Linked DNA regions of Zea mays: regions 2 and 3 are each linked to region 1. Evidence: chromatin contacts called from public Hi-C data. All regions are on one chromosome and are shown on one strand. Each heading gives the region's core, a stretch centred on a gene start, on an enhancer-like site or on the middle of the called end of the contact. The rest is flanking DNA. Distances are from core to core; before and after follow the strand shown.

Region 1 (3,463 bases), core at 308-2,807:
ACATGATAAATTTCATCAAGTCAATTCTATTTGAAGCATCAAGCCCTCAGTCTCAGCATCTGTCCTTTTCTTTTGGGTCAAGGTTTCAGACACAAGATTCCAACATTTCCAAGCTGCAGGTGGACCCTAAGCACGAAACCAGATAGGCAGATACAGGCATCAGGCCGGGAACGGTAGTCTTCTTCTCAACAATTCATTGACATGCCAACAACTCGAACGAGTTGCAACCCAAAAGAAAGGATAACAACATGTACAGCCAAGTAAAACAGAAAACAGACTAAAGTGAAACGAACAATAAAGAAAAGAAAGTTCCTGTGGCTCGAAGAATCAGCTAGAACACCGAAATCGAAAGTGTCTATTTTCTATCGCTGAACTGAAACTGAGGTTCTCGAAGTTAAGAATTCATCACGGGATTGCATATGCAGAATCCAGCAACTTTCGGCCCTACCAGAACAAAACACGAACACAATTAGCGATCTGTTTGGAGCAAAGGAAAAGAAGAAGAAACTTGGCTCCTCGTCTACACAAGCTGAATTCAGGTCATGCTATACCAAGCTTCGCTGCATCAGTGACAGTGGGAAGGGGAGGAAAAAATATAGGAAAGAGAAGCGGAAAAAAGGGCCAAACTGTCGGTAATCATCAGAAGCCGTCAGATCCGTTAAAAAATGCCATCAAAGCCGGAATTTAAACTCACCACGGAAAAGAAAGCGGGGAGGCAAGAAAAGAGAGGCCACCCAGCAGTTACAGACCCCCAAGGGCCCAAAGAGGAGCACTTTTGAAAAGCTGCGGCGCTGAAAAAACAAAATTTATGTCAGATAAAAGCTGAATCGAAGTTCCAGCATCGACAGTGCGTAAAATTCCAGCTTCTTCTACGGAACAACGACAGTGGGCGAACGATTTATGAAATCCGAAACTTCGCAGCGACAGAACAAAGAGAAAGAGAAGATGAAACAAACACGTGACCCCGGCGCAGAAGAAGTGGAGAAAATTGCGCGTCGCTGGTCCCAGAAAAAAAAAGCTTAAGGAAGTGCTTGGGCGAGGGCCATTTCCTGGCGAAATTCAGGGCCTGCTCAAACTTGAACCGGATCTCCAAAGTTTCCAACTGGGCACCTGGAATCGAAACGGAAGGAGACGACGAGCCTGCCCAGCGAAGCACGAGAACCCGGCAAAACCGCTCCTCCGCATTGCAGAACTCCGCGCCATCTACCAAACACGCCCGCTCCTCGTCACACAAGCAGCCGCCAAATTCCTCCAACCCCGAGCAGCGCGCCCTAGTAGGTAGCAAGCAGCACCAGGAACCGGATACAAGAGCAGGGGGGGGTGAAATCCTCCGTTACCTGTCACCGAGGCCGACGCATGGGGGTCGGGACTCGGGAGATCCTGCGAGCCCGCTGCGCTGCCGGTCCCGGCCCCGGAGTCCGGACAGGACAAGGCCGCGGGAAGCTGTTCACCTCTGCCGCCGCCGCAGCTGCTGCGGTGCGGCCACAGGGGGAGGAGGCGAAGAAGGCAACAACGCAGGTAGGTAGGCAGGCAGTGAGGCAGGCAGGTGCGCGAGCCGAGGCCAAGGCGGAGAGGGGGGCTCTTTAATCCTGGGCGTGATTAGCGCCTTCTAATGGCCGCCGCGGCCGAGCATTTACCACGGCGATTCGTAGCGTGCTCGCGGGAGGGAAAGGAAAGGGCTACACACTACATACAAGCGGCTACTGCCTGCACTACCGATAGTGAAGAGCGTACCAGTGACGCGAGTCCCTGCGTGTGGGACCCACGACCGCGTGGGCGAGTCACTTCCGGTTGAGAATTGATTGATGAGAGCCAAGGCATGGTGTGTGCTTTAACATTTGCCACTCGTGGAAAAAGATAAATATTGCTAAATGATAGCCATATATACACGCACGCACGCACGCACACACACAGAGTGCAGCACGGAAAGAGTTAAAAGGAAACATTTGTCGATAGCATCTTTGAAAAGCGAAACCTCTGCAGAAAGGCACTTAGATACTAGTATCCCCTTCGGTTTAAAATGTGCGCCACCATTGAGTTGTGCTCGGTTTTTTTTTTTGGGTTTTTTATTTGTTCACTTAGTAAAAAAGAAGAAATGAAAACATTTACCAATAAATCTGTCAAAAGAAAAAAAAAAGATATGGAGTGTGGCTGTATTTGGTTAGGGTGACACGTAGTAGAACACCAAACCCCTCTATTTTTTTTATACACGACGAATGATTGATCGATGCCTAGCAAATTGACCAAGGCATGGTAAAGGCTACCGCTAGCATTTGGTTAGGTAGGGTGATGCATGGTACTAATTTTTTTTTGAGTCTGACAGTTTTGAGCTGTGCAATGCATGCAAGGACGCGAGAGGCCAAGGTAGGCTGGTCGAGGATAAGACTGAGAATATATTTGCACAGGAACACAGTCACACAGGCAGCAAAGCATCATCGTCGATCCCAAATTATTGAATCCCATAGTGGAAGGAGGGAGAGACAACGACAAATAAAAGAACTCCTCCCTATCCTTCCTCAGCGTTTGCATTCGCTCACAGTCATATGACATGCCATGCCATGCGCTAACTAAGCCCCCCCCCCCCACCCCCCCACCCCCCCACCCCAATTAAATGGTTGTTTTTTCATGATTAGCATGTCCATTTCTGCTGTGGGGAGGGCACTTGGCTGGCCCGGCCAGCAGTTCGCTTGTCGCTTTCCTTGCTTGGCCAGGCCAGGGTAAAATCGTAAATGGGAGGTGGTTGTGCCCTGCAATGCACCATCATGGTCATGGTCGTCGTCTTCTTCTTCTTCAAATGCAAACGTGCAGGATCCAGGTCCCATCATGTTACTTCCCCGGCCCGGCCGTAGTTAGCTAGCATCAGTCGCTGGCGGCTGGGATTTTTAACGTCCAAGTTAAGGCTGTATCATGCAGGTAAAATTCCACTAGGCGATGCAGCGGCTGGAATGTCGATCGGGCCACCGTTGTATGGTAGGCACTAAAAGCTAGGTTTAACCGTGCCTTATACGTATGGTTAATTGGATTGGACGACGACATGAATGCAATGGTGGCGCAGTGGGAATGACCTGACCCCGGCCTAGGTTCACTTCACGTGGCGGCACGGATCTCTCGCTCGCTCACGCATCTCTGCCTCTGCGACGACACGAGGCGCTGTCTCCCCGCCCGCCCATGCATGTTACCCCCTCCGATCCGGCTCCGCTCCATCATCTTGTCCCGTACTATATAGTTCGTGTCGTGCAGGCACGCTCGCCGTCGCCGTCGCCGTCGCGCGGCGCCGTGCTCCCGCGACGGCCTCGTCAGTGGTGTCTGGACGATAGATGATGCCGCAGCGCGAACGTGGTGCCGGAACAGTGAGCGCGACGTCGTCACATGGCATGGCCCGTCCGCGCCCATAACGTGGCGTGTCGCCCATTGGCTCGCCTCCCGTCAAAGGGCAGCAGAGCACGCATGCCTGCCGCGCTGC
Region 2 (3,276 bases), core at 38-2,537, 730 kb after region 1:
TGCCACCGCGTACGAACCACAGCGAAGCGCAACACCTCATCTACTACAGTACTAGTCTACTACTACCGCTGCCAACGCCAGTGCCCAGTGGGCATGCAGTGGCTGACGACAGTGGAACCGGAACTGAACTGATGGTGGCTGGAGGCAAATAAACGCGCGGGAACGAACGCGAGCAAAGGGAAAAGGAAAACGCGTCCAGCAACAATATGTGACGACTCTTCAATGTCAATGAGGCAGGCAGGCAGGCAATGTATATGACTAGCGAGCGAGTAGTAAAACCAAAACATCAAATCCACTCCGTTGTGCTTGTGCACGCCAAATTCAAACAGCGCCACCACCACCAGCATCCATCGCTTCCAAACAGAGGCGTACACAGGCTATTCCAAAACTTCCCGACACCAACGATCGCAGGGCATGCACGTTTCATGGTCCGGGGAGGAGACAATTTACAAGGCCAGTTGTCAATCAGCACGCCACGCTCTACTGGTACTACTGTCTCCTCGCTCCGTCTCCGTCGTCCGTCCCCTCGGGCGCGCCGCCGGGCTCCGTCGCCGCCGCGGCCCCAGCGCCAGCGCCAGCGACGGCGCCGCCTCCGCCCTCGTCCGTTGCCTGGGCGAGCACGGTGGCGCCGACGCAGGGCCCGCAGGTGCGCTCCACCCAGGCCTCCAGGTCGCGGGCGCCGCCGTGCGCCCGGCGCCCGAAGCAGAGCCGCCCCACGGCCACCGCGGCGGCCGCCAGCACGGCCACGACGGCCAGCATCGCGATCACCGGGCCGTACGACGACGACCCTCTCCCTGCCGCTTCCACGGGCGCGCCTACGGCGGCGTACGCCACCGGCACCAGGAGCGCCGGCGGCGCCGGGGGCGTCAGCGTTGACGACATTGCCCACGGGCTAGCTAGATGACAGCTAGCTCTCTAGGGTTTAAGGGAGGCCAGGAGGGGAGGAGCTCGTCACTCACTCTAGAAAGAGAGTCCTCGTGCGTGGAATGGATGGAGCTGGGTGTTGTGGATCCCTTTCCTCTGGCGAGAGACCGCGAGAGAGAAGGAAAAAAGACGCCTCAGTTCGCTCCTTGCGGTAACATTTGCGGGGCAGGGCCAGGTGCAGTGCAGTGCAGTGGCAGCGTCTCGAGCTTTTGGCGTAAAAGGGCTAGGGTTTGGCCCTACGGTGAAAAGCTTTCCCTTCCCCCCTGCACGGCCACCCCTGCTACGGGTCGTGTGTCCATCAGGCCATGACCACCGGTCGTTCCAAGTGTCCTGCCGTACAACATGGTACGCGCAGCGGCGCAGTTTTAGGAGCACAATCAATTAACCTGTTCGTACAGGAGTAAAAATAAGATGGAATTTTATAAGGTCAGTTTTAATGCGGTTTCTACTGGATGCTACCATATATCATGTGCTAACTCTACGATTCTAAGGAGGGAAGGGATCTCGACGAACCGACTCACAGTTTGTAGAGGAGCGGCTCGCGAGTCTCGAGCGAGGCAAGCCGAGTCGAGCCAGATTTTCGAACTCGTTGGGGGCAACGAACCAAGCCGCTCTATCTGTCGAGCTGCACAAAATTAATCAATCTACACAAAAACGATGAATATTAGATAGTTTTATAGATATCTGACTCGTTTCTTCGTCTTTAATGATGTATATATGACAATTATAATCTAAATTACTTGTAGTATTGTATTATGTTTATAGACTATTAATTCACTATATAATGCAATATTGTTTTTCAGGTGCAGCTCGCAAGCTGAGCCGAGCCTCTTTCTACATCTCGTTGAGTAGGCGAGCCACACCAAGTCGAGCCGAGTCAAGCTGAGCTGCAACCCTAACTATATGCTATAAAACTCGAACCGGCCTAAGGCTATCTTAAGCAGCCTATTCTCATACCGTATATTCAAACTTTACTCTGAAAACAGTGTAGTTTACAGTGCAAAAAACAGGGTTTTGAATGTTCATATTAGTGAACTAATGGACACACAGTCTAACGTCCATCCTATAGAAAAATTAAAAACATGTAATTTTACAACAATAAAAAAATAAATATAGATAAAAAAATTCTCGCATTCAAATAATGCTTGACAGCGGGATGTGTGCAGCTAGAGCTCCGTCCTCAGCTCGTCGCTCGTCACTGGCTCGGTTGCTCCGGTTGGTGGAAAGCTGGAAGCGGCATGAATGGCTGAATGGTGACGGAAGCCGGAGCTGTTGCCTTTTCAGGCTGCGCGGCATCGACCGTCGCGGTGGGTTTTTAATTGGCCGTGAGATACGCCTCGGGATGCGTGGGATCCTCGACAGGTGACGCCTGGTCCTGTCAGGCTCGGTGGGCGCCACACATACCGTGCGATCACAGGGCCGCGCTGCTTCTGCTTGCCTTCCTTCCCTGTCTTGTGCCGGGCGCTTCGGCTCCTCCTCCCCTCCGGCCGGCCCACCCCGCCCCGCCCCGCCCCTGTGCCGCGCGCTGACGAGGCTATGAACGGTAACACCACCGGCGATGCCTGCTGGTGCAAATGAATGCGGGCGCCAACGCTGAGACAGACGTCCGGGCGACACGGCCGGTGCGGCTCGGACGGCAGGTCTCTCGGCCGCGGGATCGGGACGGTACGTGCGCGCGGTTGGGCCCGGCCACGACCACCGTCCTGTGGCTCGCCCGTGGAGATTCTCCACCGTGGGGGCGGGCGGGGCCGCGGGGGAGCGGGGGGCGGCCCTCGTCGTGGCCGCGGCGAGTAGCTGCCAGTGTCGGGCGAGTCCAGCCGGCAAGTTTGCCCATCGCCGGCAGAGAGCACGCACGCACGAACCCACCGCGTTCGTCTCCCTGCGGGGTCCTTGGCCCTGTGGCTATGGGCCGTACCGTACGTGGCCACTGCCGCCACAAGAGTCGGTTCGCTGCGGTGCTGGTGCTGTCAGTTGTCACGCGCGCGCCGTCCTTGCTGTTGCTGCTCCTTGCGAGTTGCGTTCCACTTCCACCAGTTTGTTTTGCTCCATCCTACAGATTTGTCAGCTCCGGCCGCGGGTGCCCAACTCCAAGTGCCCATGCCTTCAGTTCGAGGTCAAGCCTGAAGCGAAGCCTTGTGCCACAGCGAAATGTCGTGTCCGTGCAAATTAAGCCCAGCCCACAGCCCCCGCACTGTCGTCTGGGCCAGTAAGCGACGCACATCTTGTGAAACAGCAATAGTGTTTAAATTTTCGACTCACAGTCCATCCTTTGTCCAATCCCCCCCCCCCCCGTCTGTCACTCAGCTCGGCAAATACCTTCAATCTTGAACTGAACACCAGAGTGTCTTTTCA
Region 3 (3,539 bases), core at 862-3,361, 990 kb before region 1:
CTGCGCGGCCCACTTCTCCACGAAGGCGAACAGCGGCTGGCAGTAGACCTGGTAGGCGCCGACCAGGTGGACCACGATGGCGGCGTTGGCCACGTCCAGGAGCCAGAAGGGCTCGTAGAAGCCGAAGCCCGTGAGGAGGTTCCCGGGCGCGCCGTCGCCGAACGCCGCGTACCCCATGCAGCCGCACAGCATGTAGAAGAGCGTGGTGACCGCCACGCTCACCACCGTGGCGCGCTTCATCACCGTCGACTCCGACGGCGGCGGCGCCCGGATGGTGTCCTGGATCTCGATCAGGATGAGGGAGTAGGAGTAGGCGAAGGCGACGTCGCCGAACGCCTGGAGGCTGCGCCACACCTTGTCCATCGGGGTCACCACGCCGATGGTGATGCCGGTCAGGCTGCCCTGCACGCCTCTGTTCGCTGCGTTGCATCGCACTCATGGTAAGTCCTAGTGGCACTGCCTGCTGATGACCTGATGTTTGCCAGAGCGAAAAAAAAAGGCATCATGCGTCACGGCGTGTGCCTGCAGCGTACCGATGACTTGGACGACGCCCAGGCCGAGCCCAATGGAGGAGTAGGTGAAGGACATGACGGCGGCGAGGATGGAGAGCCAGGAGATCTGGTCGAAGTCCGGGATCTGCGAGAAGAAGATCTCCGCCACGCCGAAGATGATCATGTAGGGCGTGCTGGAGATCTTGCAGGGGTTGCCGTGTCCCTTCTGGTGGAAGCAGTTGGCCCTCCTGATCGCGCTGCATGCGGTTGCGGCGCACCAACACGACACCATATGTATATCAAGTCACAGGAGGTACGACATTCATGCATCACTGTCCAGATGAAAGGCTGCGTTCACTCACAGCATGCTAATGGAGGCAGCGATGGTGTAGCCGATGGCCACGCCCACGATGTTGGCGTACTGCAGGAACCCGCAGATCTGGACCTTGATGCCACCTGCTCGACGAAATTCCAGTCCACGGGATGCACAGAGTAAGCTCTAGCTAATGGGTCTCCAACTCTCGCAAAGTCGCAATGCAGAGACGTGGGAAGGAGGGGGACGAAGGCGGAGGGGCACGCACTGAGGTTCGCGTTGACGGCGTCCATGTAGGTGTAGTTCCGCTTGCCGGTGCTGGGGTCGCCGGAGCGGTAGCAGTCTGCGAGCAGCGACGAGGTGTAGTAGGTGACGAGCGAGAAGAGCAGCATGACGACGGGTCCGGCCACCCAGCCGAGCTGCGCGATGGCCCACCCCAGCGAGAGCACCCCGGAGCCGATCACCGCCGTGATGATGTGCGCGCTCGCCGTCCACATCGTCCCTGTAGCACATGCATGCAGCCCAATACGTCGGAATGCACATCAGCACTCAACGTTAACACGGCAGCAAGCGGGAAAAAAAATCATGGTCCCTCCCAGGGCGTGCATCCGCTAGACGCCTAGACCCGAGATGATTTGCTGACACGTCGACGGACGTTCCCTCGCTAGCCTACGGGCCGTGCAATCGAGCGAGCCGATTTTATTAAATTGGAATTGTTCGGTGTGCGCCTGCAGCGGGAAAATTTCCATCGTAGAATAGCGGCACTCCGGTCTCCGTTCCCGCGGGGAGAAAAAAATTTCGTCCAATTTCGCAGAAACACTCAAGCATGTTTAGGAGCAAAAATACCGAAGAAATTTGATGGACAAAAATTCTCTTTCTATTCAGTTTTAAATAGCACGAGGATTTTAGCTCCTTTGACCTCCTCTATATTTAGAAAATTAGAGGTAAATACAAATTAATTGTACCAAATCGATATAAATTGAACAAACAATATTTAAATTTTTAAGAGACATTCACTTTAGAGTTCAGTTTAATATTTTAAAATAGACTATGCATTGAAATTAGCAGGATAATAGACACATCACGAATCGAATGGAGCCTACATCGTTACCTCCAATTAGTTGAAATCAAACCTACGTACCATTGCGCTTGGGGCGGCCATCGTCGTCGAAGCACTTGTCGGGCTTGCCCTGGCCGAGCTCCGCGCCGCAGACCTCCATGGCCGCCGGCGCTGCCGTCGGGTAGTAGTACGTGGCCACGACGTTGTTCTCCGCCATGTCAATCTGCGGAGTGTCCAAGGAGGCAACAGGTCAGAATCGAAGCGGCGGTTCACTCTGCACCCCCATACCGTAGTGTCTTGTAGTACGTGACGGCAGGCAGCGATGCCCTGACCTGTCACTGTCAGTGATCACTAGCTCCTGCCAGATCTGCTGCTGCTGCTCCTGCTGCGTGGCTGGCTGCCTGGCTGCGAGCACGACGTGCCATTTTATAAAGGCCCGCGCCCGCTCCCGCGGTCCCGCCCCGACCAGTCGCCATCGAGGCCGCGCGCGCCGGGGAGCTTGGGTTGAGCATGCAAGCGCGCAGTGCAGTGCAGTGCAAGGCATCAGACGACGGGCGGGGCGCGTGACCGACTCGCGCAGTGGCGGCACGCGGTGTCAACGGGAAACAGCGTCTACCTAAACTGCACGCGCCGCCGCTTTTGATGCCACCCTCACATAGTCGTCGCCGTCGTCGCATACACACACATCCTACGTATGTACGCAACAGTCACCTGAGCAAGGCCGGATCGTCGTGGAATTTAACCCAGCACAGCAAATACGATGCGATAAGATCGCAACAGGGTTCTGAAAACCACTTGCCTTCCCTAGGTTAGGTGCTGTTCTTTTTTTTTTCTCTGTTCGAGGAAGTTGCTGGGCCGTCGTCGTCGTACTCTCGCTGCCCTTGCTTACTGCAAGGAGATAGATTACAGCTGGGAGTTCAGTTCAGTGGTGTGTTACTAGTTGCACCCGCTGGTTCCTGTTTATTTATAGCTGCTGCTGCTGCTGCTGCATTGAGCTAGGCTGCTCTCCGTGCATCATCATGCAGGCAGCAGAGAGATGCAGGACGAGCGGGCAGGGAGTCTCAGGACCCCACGGCCAGCACGCCATTCCGAGCTACTCTCGTCCATTCTTTGCTTCATTCCCGCGCGCGCATGTGCATGTGCATCTATGCATCGAATAGGTTCGCTAGTCGCTATGCGTTTGATTCTCATTCATTCCGACCCCACCATGCATCATCCGAGAGAATCACAGCCTATGTACTTGAGCTCTGAACCTGTGTTTCAATTCTAAACACACAGCCAGCCAGCCAGCCTTCATGCGTGCATGTGCATGTGCCTGGCTGATGGAGCAAGCTAAGTCTCAAATATGACGCACATCGTCCATCGTGCATCTTTAGCTTTGAACCTGTCTCATTTAGCCGCCGATGCTTGTTATAACATCGATCTGCATATATTTCAAAATGAATCAGAAAGTTTCCAAGAACAAGTCCTGATAACACTATTGTTCTGACATATCTCTAGCATAATCCATAGGTAATAACCTTCGACCATATATATATATGAGGCATCCCTATTTATCATCTAGCTAGGTAGATAATTACCTACCCTGAAATGACTTAACAAATATAAATAACTTAAATTTGTTAAGTTATTTCACCCGATCATCACCTAAAGCCACGAATTATATATATACACA

What was found. A called contact is a pair of places that touch in the nucleus more often than the background predicts.
Region 2: a Hi-C map of endosperm shows a contact between it and region 1, with 4 times the contacts expected there. The contact joins the promoter of LOC111591188 here to the promoter of LOC100275569 in region 1. A contact is called at or near these places in 2 of 25 Hi-C or Micro-C datasets (endosperm and tassel).
Region 3: a Hi-C map of tassel shows a contact between it and region 1, with 3 times the contacts expected there. The contact joins the promoter of LOC100274520 here to the promoter of LOC100275569 in region 1. A contact is called at or near these places in 2 of 25 Hi-C or Micro-C datasets (ear and tassel).

What each region holds. Positions count from the first base shown.
Region 1 is chr3:175,091,540-175,095,002 of Zm-B73-REFERENCE-NAM-5.0, reverse strand. LOC100275569 reads right to left here and starts at 1,557. Exons shown (of 11, transcript NM_001149621.1): 1 at 1,338-1,557; 2 at 695-791.
Region 2 is chr3:174,362,975-174,366,250 of Zm-B73-REFERENCE-NAM-5.0, reverse strand. LOC111591188 reads right to left here and starts at 1,287. Exons shown (of 1, transcript XM_023302132.1): 1 at 274-1,287. The coding sequence starts at 882. The coding sequence ends at 490.
Region 3 is chr3:176,081,302-176,084,840 of Zm-B73-REFERENCE-NAM-5.0, reverse strand. It overlaps LOC100274520 (Amino acid permease 2), which reads right to left and starts at 2,111. Exons shown (of 5, transcript NM_001148877.1): 1 at 1,946-2,111; 2 at 1,073-1,306; 3 at 854-947; 4 at 534-748; 5 at 1-419. The coding sequence starts at 2,081.